2 separate regions of the Mus musculus genome follow, and region 1 is linked to region 2. Evidence: chromatin contacts called from public HiChIP or PLAC-seq data. All regions are on one chromosome and are shown on one strand. Each heading gives the region's core, a stretch centred on a gene start, on an enhancer-like site or on the middle of the called end of the contact. The rest is flanking DNA. Distances are from core to core; before and after follow the strand shown. Region 1 overlaps Crim1 (cysteine rich transmembrane BMP regulator 1 (chordin like)). Region 2 overlaps Crim1 (cysteine rich transmembrane BMP regulator 1 (chordin like)).

What was found. HiChIP or PLAC-seq counts read pairs in DNA pulled down with a chosen protein or histone mark.
Region 1: a contact with region 2 is called in a BATF HiChIP or PLAC-seq map of CD8 T cells, with 14 read pairs. The contact joins two enhancer-like sites. A contact is called at or near these places in 1 of 484 Hi-C or Micro-C datasets (nephron progenitors), 2 of 115 datasets of contacts at active chromatin or transcription factors (CD8 T cells and effector CD8 T cells) and 2 of 9 other capture datasets (adipose tissue and liver).

Annotation. Positions count from the first base shown.
Region 1 is chr17:78,349,748-78,355,042 of GRCm38.p6, forward strand. It overlaps Crim1 (cysteine rich transmembrane BMP regulator 1 (chordin like)), which reads left to right. Exons shown (of 17, transcript NM_015800.3): 12 at 937-1,152; 13 at 5,209-5,295. Among named protein-coding and RNA genes, the nearest start is that of Gm52306, 17 kb to the left of the region's middle. Within about 2 kb of position 2,289, at least 50 of the 459 cell types and tissues checked have an H3K27ac peak or open chromatin away from gene starts, as enhancers often do. A contact at or near this core is called in CD8 T cells, where this site is marked.
Region 2 is chr17:78,273,188-78,278,838 of GRCm38.p6, forward strand. All of the region lies in intron 2 of Crim1 (cysteine rich transmembrane BMP regulator 1 (chordin like)), which reads left to right. Among named protein-coding and RNA genes, the nearest start is that of Gm41620, 5.4 kb to the right of the region's middle. Within about 2 kb of position 1,609, at least 62 of the 459 cell types and tissues checked have an H3K27ac peak or open chromatin away from gene starts, as enhancers often do. A contact at or near this core is called in CD8 T cells, where this site is marked.

The DNA of each region.
Region 1 (5,295 bases), core at 1,039-3,538, 77 kb after region 2:
TGAAGTGCTTGTTGTACTTGGACTCTGGGAATACAGTTAATGCCTTCTCACTTCCCACCACATCAGGGCAGCTCCCCCCACACCTCTGTAGACATTCAACATTCATGTCTTTAAAGCCACCTCACCACTGGGAAAAGAAGTCACCCACATCAGCCTCCGGGTATGCATCTGGTTGATGATGGTGCTGTCCACCAAATGTTTAGTCTCAGGTGAGGGGTTTCAGACTGTTGAATCTGTAGGTACATTCCCGTCCTGCTCGGGGTACTGGCAGTTGGCTGAGGTGAGGTGTGGCTTCCTGACCGTGGGCCACATTTCCAGGAATAAAAGTGCTCAGAATCCCAAGATAATAAAGTAGACAGGACATCCATCATTTGGAAGTTTTGTTTAATCTAGAGGCATATCCATTATCCAAATAACCATTGACTTTGGTTCCAGCCCCTTGACTGTGCTTAATGCTCTGAGCCGGTAGCTTTGGAAATAGGCAGAATAGAATACTAGTGCCTCCCTCACAAGGTCAATGGAAGGAAGAAACAAAATGAAATAAATAAGTGAGAGGTGCCCAGCCTGGAAATAATTGGACCATAACAAGCATTCAGTAAATGAGCAGTCTTTATTCTAGACAACTCCTGCACACTCGCAGAGATGCTCCGGCGAGAGAATGCCTATGGAATTTAATTCTTATTGAATTCTCTCAGGACTATCGACAGACTCAGCCACTCGAACCTCGCTTCCTGAGATTAGCTCTTTGTCTCCTGTTTCTTGGCATGGAAATTGTTCTTTCCTTTCCTATTGGTGGGATAAGAATAGGGTGAGAGAAACTCTTCAGACACTTGGCTTTTTCTCGCTCCCTTAAAACAAACGCCGCCAGTTCCTTTGGGAGTTGAAGAAACCGCAGGTGATTAATTCCTCGTGTTTTGATTCTGTGTCATTCCTCAGATGACTTTGTAGTGCAGAAGCCGGAGCTCAGCACCCCTTCTATTTGCCACGCCCCCGGAGGAGAGTACTTTGTGGAAGGGGAAACTTGGAACATTGACTCCTGTACACAGTGCACCTGTCACAGTGGTCGAGTGCTGTGTGAGACGGAGGTGTGCCCACCATTGCTCTGCCAGAACCCCTCCCGCACCCAGGACTCCTGCTGCCCACAGTGTACAGGTAACCAGAATGGTGGCACAGCGCACATGTGGAGGAAAGGATGCAGCTTTGCCTGATGGTTCTGTAGACTTTCATGTTAGGGTGAGCTCTGTGTTCAACCCATGAACCTGTGCGGGAACGTCTGGCTGCCCACTTCCCCAGTCTATTCCCTGTGATCACCCACATAATACAGCCAACGAGCGTGGCATCGGGGGTGACTTTGAAAGAGAAGGACTGGCTTTTTAACTCTTTTACCCTTACAGCTCAGACTAAGATTGTTCACAGAGTACAGGAAGTCCCTCTATACCAGGTTATCCCCAATGACTTTGCTATGTAAAATGTCGTCTCACCAGCGACAGTATGTCTCTTAACAAATGTAAAAACTAGTTATATTGGAAAATAATACAAATGAAACTTCCTGGAACTATGCAGGTTGTAAAAATACTGTGAAAGCATTCACGGGCCCTCCCCGTCCTGTAACTAATACGTTAAGACCAAGAATGTCGAGGGGCTGTGGTCTGCTACCGTGTTCTTCCTGTGATTTCTCAGATCATAGCAGGTAAATTTAGTCATGAAAGAAATGGGTTACAGTGTAAAAAGTATTAGATGTGAGCTAGGTATTAGATGTGAGCTACACTACTGGTTTTATAACTAAAATAGTAATTCTATTAACTCGAGAATAGATGACTTTTTAAAAACAGACTCATTTTGATTCAATACAAAAAAGTCACGAAAGCAGCTGGCTTTATTATTTGGTGTTTGTTCATTTTCTCAGTTTTTTTTTTCTTAACTAAAACTGTAACCACTTCCCTTCCAAGCATACACTCGATGCACATTTGCGCAGGGAAACATAAACCTTCATGTTTTATTACTTCCGTTGTTACCCTGATTGCTGGGTTACCTTCCAGGAGCTTGTTCTGTTTCTGTTTCTATGTCCGTCACACTCAGTAACTACATTTGAGCCACGGTATCATCTTGGGAGAGATCTGTGTGTGTAAAAAGTAGTCATACTATTCTGGCAGATCTAACTAGTGTAAAAATCTGGTCTGGTATTAGATGTCCATACATGTTACATCTTTAGGATGTGTGTGACCTGTTCCCACCGTGTGGTTGTCACTGCTTTATATGGAAGTCCTGCTGCTGTTTATAAAGGAAGATGTCTGAACCCCCACATCCTCCTGACAGGAAGTCGTCAGTGACAGTGAGCACATACCCACTTACTTACTTGGTTTGTAGGCATTTCTGGAATGCCTGGAATCAACCATGGGAATCCTCACACACGTGCACACACACACACACACTCACACACTCACACACATATCCTGTGGAGCAATAGCCGAAAAGAGAGAGAGAGAAATAACCCCCCCTCCTGGTGTCATGTGGTTGTTCCACATTAAAAAAAAATAATAACAGTTCACGAAACAGCGGGGGAGGGGGGGTGCTCAAGTGCAGGTGGCTCAGGAGATGCTAGAGGAGAAAAAGTGCTCTGTGTACCCGGGCTAGGGACTCAGTGACTGGGGGACAGGCTGTGTGGAAGACACTTCTCTGGGACAGCAAGCCCAAATTCCTTGGTGGGACACCTGACTGCACTCAGAGATTTCATGCAGTTAGAGGACATAGAGAAGTCCCAGGCCAGGGCTGGGCCCCCTGCTTCAAAATAAGAGTCTGCATTACAGGCTGAGCTATAATCCCAGCACTCAGGGGGCAGGGGCAGAGGTAAGCAGATCTCTGAGAGTTTTAGGCCAGCCTGGTCTACGAAGAGAAGTCCTGGATAGCCCAGGCTACACACAGAAACCCTATCTCGGAAAAACAAAACAAAACAAAAAACCACATCACAGAGGCCCCTGGGTTCCTGTCGAGCTAGCTGTGGCTTTCTGCTTTTCTCTGTGTATTATACCTGATTTGTTCTCATTTATAAATTATACCAGGGTGACTAGTATTATTCCTTTCCATATAGAGATAGGATAACTCAGTCTTAACCTTTGAAGTTTTTTTCTATATATATAAAAGTATTCCAAAGGTTACTTTTGCATATGTGAATAAGGGCCTACCCAGGCCAAGCTGTATTTAAAGGAGCTACTAACTCCTCAGTGGATCTTTTGGGGCTTTCTATTCATATCTAGACTGCTGCAATAAAAACATTTTTTTTTTAGCCATTCTGCTTCAGCTTCTCACGTGCTGAAATTATAAATGCAAGCCACCATGTTTGCCTCTCTCCCAGTATCCTGAACTTAAACTAGAGATGTCGGTGGTTTTTTACATCACAATAAATTTGGAGAACAGCATCCCCAAGTGCTGTATTGCACATCCAGCAAAAGACCAGCCTTAGGTTACCACATTCTAAATGGCCTCAAAAGGATATGTAGACCTGTGTCTACAAGACCTGTGTCTGTGTGGTGATTGCTTCTCTGGGATCCTTTCCCATTCTGCCTTAGAGCATGGCCCTCCACAGAAGTAGATCCTGAAGAGGGAGGAGGGTACCAGTATGATATTTGCCCAAAATCCTAACAGGAGAGAGACAGCCATGATGGTGCACACCCGTGGCCCCAGCACAATTTCCCCAGTTGGACATTGCTTGCAAGAACTAGGCTAATGCATCCTGCAGGGTCCTTGGGACTTCAGGGCATAGAGCTTAGTTCCAGACAAAACCAAAGTTAGCAGTCGCCTCTCTCTTAAAGACGTTCTCTCTAGCCGCAGATGACCTCAGAAGGGGCTCTGGGAGCCGACTCCCACCCTTCCTTCTCTGTTTACAGAATCTGGTTGGGCTGTGAGGAGCGACCCACGAGACGGGCTCCCTGTAGTGAGTTAGGCCAGTGGGAACCAACGAGGATCAGATGTGCTCACCAGAGGGTGTAGTGTGTTCATGAAGCAGACAAAAGAAAGATGCTACATATCAGAGCTTCTACAGCCTGTGATAACGTCATGTCTGTCTCATCCTTCTGTCTCGTGGCTGAGAATAGCACGGTTCTTGATATTGATTCAGAGGCACACAAGATAACTCCCCGCTGTGCGTCCACTGAGGAAAGGTGGTTGGGGGAGGGTGTTGCTTGGCACACGGCCATTAGAGACTGTGACGTTCCTAAAGTTTGGACCTCGCTTCGTTACATGTCCCTTTTACAAAGCTCAGGTTTCTTCTTAGGCTTAATTTTCATTAATTTCTGGATAGCCAAGAGAAGCTTGGGTTTCCTGGTGACCCTCTGTTCCATTTCAGTCTGTCATGTGATGTGGAGACCTCCCATAGGTCCACCACGCCGGGGCTAGCATATGGTTTTCCTGGGTGGTGCCCTTCTGTGTGACCTGGGTTGCTGGCCCCTCCTTCACTAACGGGAATGTCTAAACTTAGGAATGTCACAGATCTGGTGTATAGACAAGTTTGCAGGGAAGATGTATTTGAGTATTGAATGGTTAGGACTGAGCTGGCTGCAAGTAAGAGAATCTAGCTATGAATTTTAAACAAATTGTGGTTTATTTTTCATACTTTAGAATAAGCAGGTGGCAACCATGGAGCACAATCGACTCTGTGGCCCATTGGCTAAGACAAGTTTGACTCCAGAACTATCACCTTCAAGGCAGGCAGAATGTGGAAGGAGGGTGGTAGCAGTGCCTCCACCCTCAAGAGAAAGTGGAAGCATCCCTAAAAATCCCTTCATTAGCCCTGAGCTGGAGCTAGATCAGGTGTCCCAACCCCACCCCACCCCCAGTTGCAAGGCAGCCTGGGAAATCATGGACAGGATTTCCTGGTTGATCCATTGTGATCCAAGTCCCATGAGCCTCCAAAGAAAACACAGACTTTCCTTAAGGTAAGGAAGAAGGCTAGAGGAGACCCTGCACAGGCTCCAGACAGAATTGCAGCGATTGTTCCTCTGTTTTAGAATACAAGACCTTCCTAGAAGCAGGCTTCCTGATCTTAGGACCGACTGTATTTTTTTTTTGTTGTTGTTTTGTTTTGTTTTTTAATGAGGTACCCAGAGCCTTAGAGAGCAGTGCCTCTGTAAGCCAGCCTGACACTTAACTATGCTGTGTAGCTGTTAGCCCGCAGCGTTGTCTTTGCTGACACTGTGTGTTCGATTTTTCCAGATGACCCTCCTCAGCCTTCCACATCCCATAATGAGAGCGTGCCTAGCTACTGCAGGAATGATGAAGGAGATATCTTCCTGGCGGCTG
Region 2 (5,651 bases), core at 359-2,858:
TCCTTACCACTGCAACGTCATGATGGGTTGTGCATTTGAGCAAAAACACAGCCAGGGCCTAAATGTGCGTCCTACACAGGCCAAACAGGGAACCCGTGCTTTTGGCTTTATGGAGTAGCTAGAGAGAAAATTGTGGACTTTGGCAGCTTAGCCACTCCTAATGTGTCCTCAGCCACGGGTCTTGGCCTCCCTGGGTCTGTCTTGTCATCTGCAGGGTAGAGATGAAAATGTAATTTCTTTTTCACTGAGAAGCTCGTAGGCCAGTTGAAATGGGTACCAGCAGGCCTAACTTGCAGGAGGCCCTCAATTAGGAGAGATTTTTTTTTCTTCTGTTTCTCTAAGCGTAACTTTGGCAACGGTATTCTTAATAAGAAATATCACCCATCAGTGTTAGCATTGTGAGGTTTTATTGGTATTCTCTACATGTTATTATACCTCAGTTTAGATTTCTTCTTCATAACCCTGACGTGTGTATATTCCTTCTTAAGAGTCAGCTCTAGCTTGCTTTAGAGGTTTTGTTTATTTGTTTTTTTCTTAACGTTTCCTGGTCCTGGAACACTCTTGGCTACTATGTGTATTTATATGCTCCCCTCGGCTCTCACGGTCCATCCCTTAGCTGTCCTCGAACTCACCGTGTAGACCAGGCTGAGCTTAGACTTGTGGTATCCTGACTCTGTCTATCTCCTGAGTGCTGGAATCAGACGCATGTGCCACCACACCCTGCTTTCTCTTCCTTTGCTGCCTTGAAGGACTCTGCTGGATAAGGCAGGGCCCTTGCATTATTGATTACACTTCAGAGCCTTTATTGGCACCTGGCACTATGCTGAGAAGCCGTTTGTCTGAATGCCTCTGTCCTCTCCTCTCGAGCTATAAATCCCAGAAAGCAAGGACTTTGCTCCTTTCGTGTTCAAGTCATTCAGTTAATGTTTGTCAACTGAATGAGTGAAAGACAGACACAGAGGACTGTACAGACTAGTCCGCTATCACAGGATCTATCAAGTGGCCGAGGGCCCCTGTGACAGCCAAGGTCAAGATCATAGACTGTTCCCAGTCTGCAGAGTGTAAGGTACACCGCAGTGAGATCTGGGGCACACAAGTGTAGTAGGTTCTTTGCCTCTTGGCTTTATACTCTGTGTTTTTACTGAATTCTGTAGTGTCCAAAGAATTCAAATCTGGGGTCCTTTGAGTTATCCTAGAAGTAATTGGCACTCCCAGAGATGTGTCAGAGTGAGGTGTACCTGTAAGGTGGGTTTACTGCCCACAGGCAGAAGGAGTCAGGGTCAGTGTTGGAGGAGGACCCTGCAGCATTAACTCTGCAGTAGACTCCATGTTTTCCTTGTCCGCATTATGCTGCTTGCTCTGTAGGAACTAGTGTGTAGCATCCTGCTGCTATTTAAAGTGACCGTGTCAATGGATTTTGAAGTAGAAGAAAGGCTTCACCATCAGATGGACCTCGACAAAATACACAAGGATAAGAAGAATCTGGCCGGGTGACTTTACCTATCTCTTTTAAAGTTTCTTTTTCCCCCCCACTTACCATCGAGTAGCTGTTATTTTCCTTTTACTTAAAAACCTAGTTTCAAGCAGAAAACTCTGAAATGCATTTGCCCACTTGGAGTTTCGGTTTTACTTTCTCTGCCTGGTATCCTGTCCTGGCAAAGACCTAGAAGCAACCACTGTCTTATCATGGAGATTTAAGTGATTAGGCTGGGATAACACTTTGCATAATAATAATAATTACTATTATATCAGTTTATACTAGATAACCATACCAACCCCCAAAGAAAGATTACTAATATGGTGAAACTAATTTATCTTTCTTTAATTATTTTTGTTGAGAGCCATATTGTCACTTTAGTCTCTATATATCTGGGGCAATTTTTTTTTATAAGATGCCAGTTGCAATGTTACCATGGCAACCAGACATAAAAGCTTGCTAATTAGTTGAAGTACTATATATAGATTTGTTAAATGCTTTTGGGGAAGAGTATAGAAGGACCTCTTTTCAAATAGATTAAAAAAAAATTGAAACTAAAGTAATGCCTTTCTCATTCGTGGGAAATTGGCGATATGGCTACAGTTTCCTTTTTTTTTTTAATTAAAAACAAACAGGAGAGATGTAGAAGAATAAATAAAGATTTCCAAGAGAACTTATGCACTTGAAACAGGCTCAGAGAGAAGGGGCCAAGCCAACAGTTGCTGATGCCATGGTAACCCAGTGAGTGGAGTGCGTGCTGGATGCTGAGCAAACACAGAGAGGGGGCAAAAAAGCAACTATTAGCAGTTAGGAGATAAGGAGGAATCTGTAGGTTCTACAAATCTCAGTTCTTTGAAAGCATCATTTCACAGTCTACCAACTCAGTGTAAGACTTGAGCCTTGTCCCTGCCAATCATCTTATTAACAGCACAGCTCTGAAGAGAGATGGTAAACAGCAGAGCTGGGTGAAGTCACTGACTCATGGGAGAGCTTGCAGAAATCTGACCGAAAGTTCGAGTGAGACACGGATGATATAAAGTCTGCATTCAGTAGAGTATATGTTACTTTCTAACACGTGTGTTTTTAAAATTGCCCACAAAACTGCATCTGTACACACATGTGTGCAAAGGGGGAAAAAATCCCACAAAATCTTAAGAAATTAACAAAACCAAAACATTGCACAGCATGTGCGTTTCTAGTGACAAATCAGTAAATTTAAACAAAAGGAGAGCTCCTCTCCCCCCAGCTTAGCAGCACAGAAATTTTACAACACTTAACTGAAAAACTTCAAAGAGGAAATCAATGTTGAATTATAGATTATTTCAAAACAGGCCAGATTGCGAAGCATGTTTAAAAAAAAAAAACAACCTTTAAGACACAAAGTAGCATTTGGCTATGATGTGAAAGTCATATTTTTATGTGTGTGTAAGAAAACAAGAGAGAAATAGAAGTGAATTTGGTATTTGATGTTTAGATTCTTCCAAAAGACTGACAAGAACCCGAAAGAGAAAAAGATCCCAAAACATAAAGGAACAGAGGAGCACACAGAGCTAAGCCTTGTCAGCAAAGTCTGATGGGAATTGGGAGTTTTAAATGAATTCTCTATCTCCTGCTAAAATACAGTGTAGTAAAGATGATTCCAGAAGAGCCAGGACACCTGGTCATACCTGAGAAATCTGCCCCCTTTCCTTTTCAGGAAGTTGTATGGGAAAGGTCCGTGTGAGCATCAAAGGATAGTTAACTTCGTGCTTATAAAAATGTTTTTTGCATCAGCTGGGCATGTTGGCACACACCTTGAATCCCAGGATTCAAAAGGGAGAAGCAAGCAATTCTCTGAGTTCAAGGCCAGCCTTGTCTAGGTAGTGAGTTCCAGGCCAGCCAGGGCTACATAGTGAGGCCATTTCTCTAAACAAAAATAAAAAAAAGTCTTACGCAGCAGCCGAAGAGGTAGCTGCAAACATCCTCCTGGAAAGAACCCATGTAAGTAGCCAAGACTGACGGGGCCAACACTGGCAAAAGATGGGGGAGGGAGAGGAAGAGTGGGTTCAAGGGTGATGGACAGTAGCAACTACTACACTTGAGCGTTTAAGTTTAAAAATCTTAAGGCACGGTCCGCACCACCATTTAAAACAGTGTTTCCTAAGAACACGATTCTCGGGATGTTTTAGTGTCTGCTAATTGTGTTAGTTAAGGGGAAACCAGGATGATTCTCTTGAGAAAAGTTGAAATAGCATTTGGTAAACTAAGCCTTCATTCTCAACATTCTTGGACACTTCCAAGATTTAAAATCCTGATCCACTTGTGTTCACTTACGGTTAGCACTGTCTAGGTAGCTTGCCCTGTCCGATGGCCGTCGCCAATGTACAGCGTCTCTCCAGACTTAAAGTGCCGAACACACTTCAGGAAATGACAGTGTTGAGAATGTTAAAGAGCATCAAGAACTAGCAAGAGTTGGAAGATGGTGGTATATACCAAACCTTCAGAGAATACAATATAATAGAATGTTCGGCTAGGACTCAGTTGGAGAGGTAACTATGAACCTTACAGGTTCATATCGTAATCCCAGCACTTGGAACGAAGAAACAGGAAGATCAGAAGTTTAAGGTCAGCCTCAGCTACATAGATAGCTTAGAGCAACCTGAGCTACACAGGAAACAAACCTGTCTCAAAGAAACAAACAAGATAATTATAACAAATAAGCCACTGTAATGATCCAGTGCTATGTGCAGGTAGCATTAGGTCTTTTCTTTATTATAAATCAGGGTTTGCGTTTCCCAGGTAAGAAGTCTGCTGGGTGTACTTTACAAAGACCAAGTTGATCCCCATCACCAAGATTAACCTTCTCTTTCTCAGCACGTTGAGGGTTTCTCTACTGACGGTGGGAGGGTGTCTCAGTATGGGACTGCTCGCTGACTCGCAGTCTCTTCACTAGATAGTCTAGGGATTATATTATGAATGTTCTCGGCTAGGTGTTTTGAGAGTAGAGCTAATTCCCGTGTGGCCCGGGCTTGTAGACTTTGAGGTTCCCAGGATCAAGCCATGACGAAAAAAAGGACTGGGTAAGAGAGAGTTCAGTGATGGGGGTTTAACAGAAACCACCATTGTAGTCAGGAGAGAAGTTAAGCCCAGATAAATCAACTCAGGAGTTGCACGCCTCCAACAGCAAGCATTCCTCGTTCAAGAGTCGCATTGTGACAGAGGTTCACGAACCAGATAGACCAGAGTCAACCCAGCCCGTTCACCAACTTTATGATCTCGGACAGTTAGCTTGACCTGCCTGAACCTTGATTTCATGACCTTCTTAGGAGTGATGTCAGAAGTTGTGTGTGTGTGTGTGTGTGTGTGTGTGTGTGTGTGTTATTGAATGTCTATTGCTCTTCAGGCTAGATGCTGTTTCACTTTCTACCGAGCTTTAAGCTTATTGGTTGTTGGATTGATGGCAGCAGTTGCAAGAGAGGGCGAGGTTTACAGATGACATTTGTCCCTGCCTGAAGTATAGACGTGGTAGAGTAGCATGCTGTCCAACAGAAAAAGGAGGGAGCAGTCATAAGTTAAGTGACAGAAAACAAGTCACGTGACCTTACCAACCAAGTCATCTCCATGTCCAACACACGATCCCACTGTATAAACAGTGCGTGGCTTCGACTTCTCTCCAGACAACTTCTCCACCTCTTCCCGCATCCCTTCACTCCCCCAGGGCTGCGCAGTGCCAAAGCCTTGCTGTTGCAGAACGGGACCCCCTTCCACAGTCAAGACTCTCTTGACTCTTCTTGGAGAGTTCTTCTGGGCATCTCTGTGGCTCGAACCTCATTCCACCACTGATCTCCTCCTTGTAGCTGCCCCTCCCTCTGTGCAGTCTTCAGTTCTCTTACTCTCTTCTGCTGCCTTGCTTTGTTGCTGTTGATAATATCGATCTTTTTTCTCTATCACCTTTTACTACCTCATAGACCACATGAGAGCAAGACTCGATCTCAATTTCTCCCTCCCCATCCCTTGTACGCTCCAACCGCCAAATCGATTGGTGCTCAGTGAATATTTCTGAGTGAGTTTCCCGGAACTGTAAGTGTGGGTGAACTCCTGAGTGTTTTGGTGTTAGTTAGACAGGGAGGAGTTAGTAACAAGGAAAATGGTCAGCTAAGTGGAAGAAGAGGGTAGAGCCAGGTAAGAGGTCACC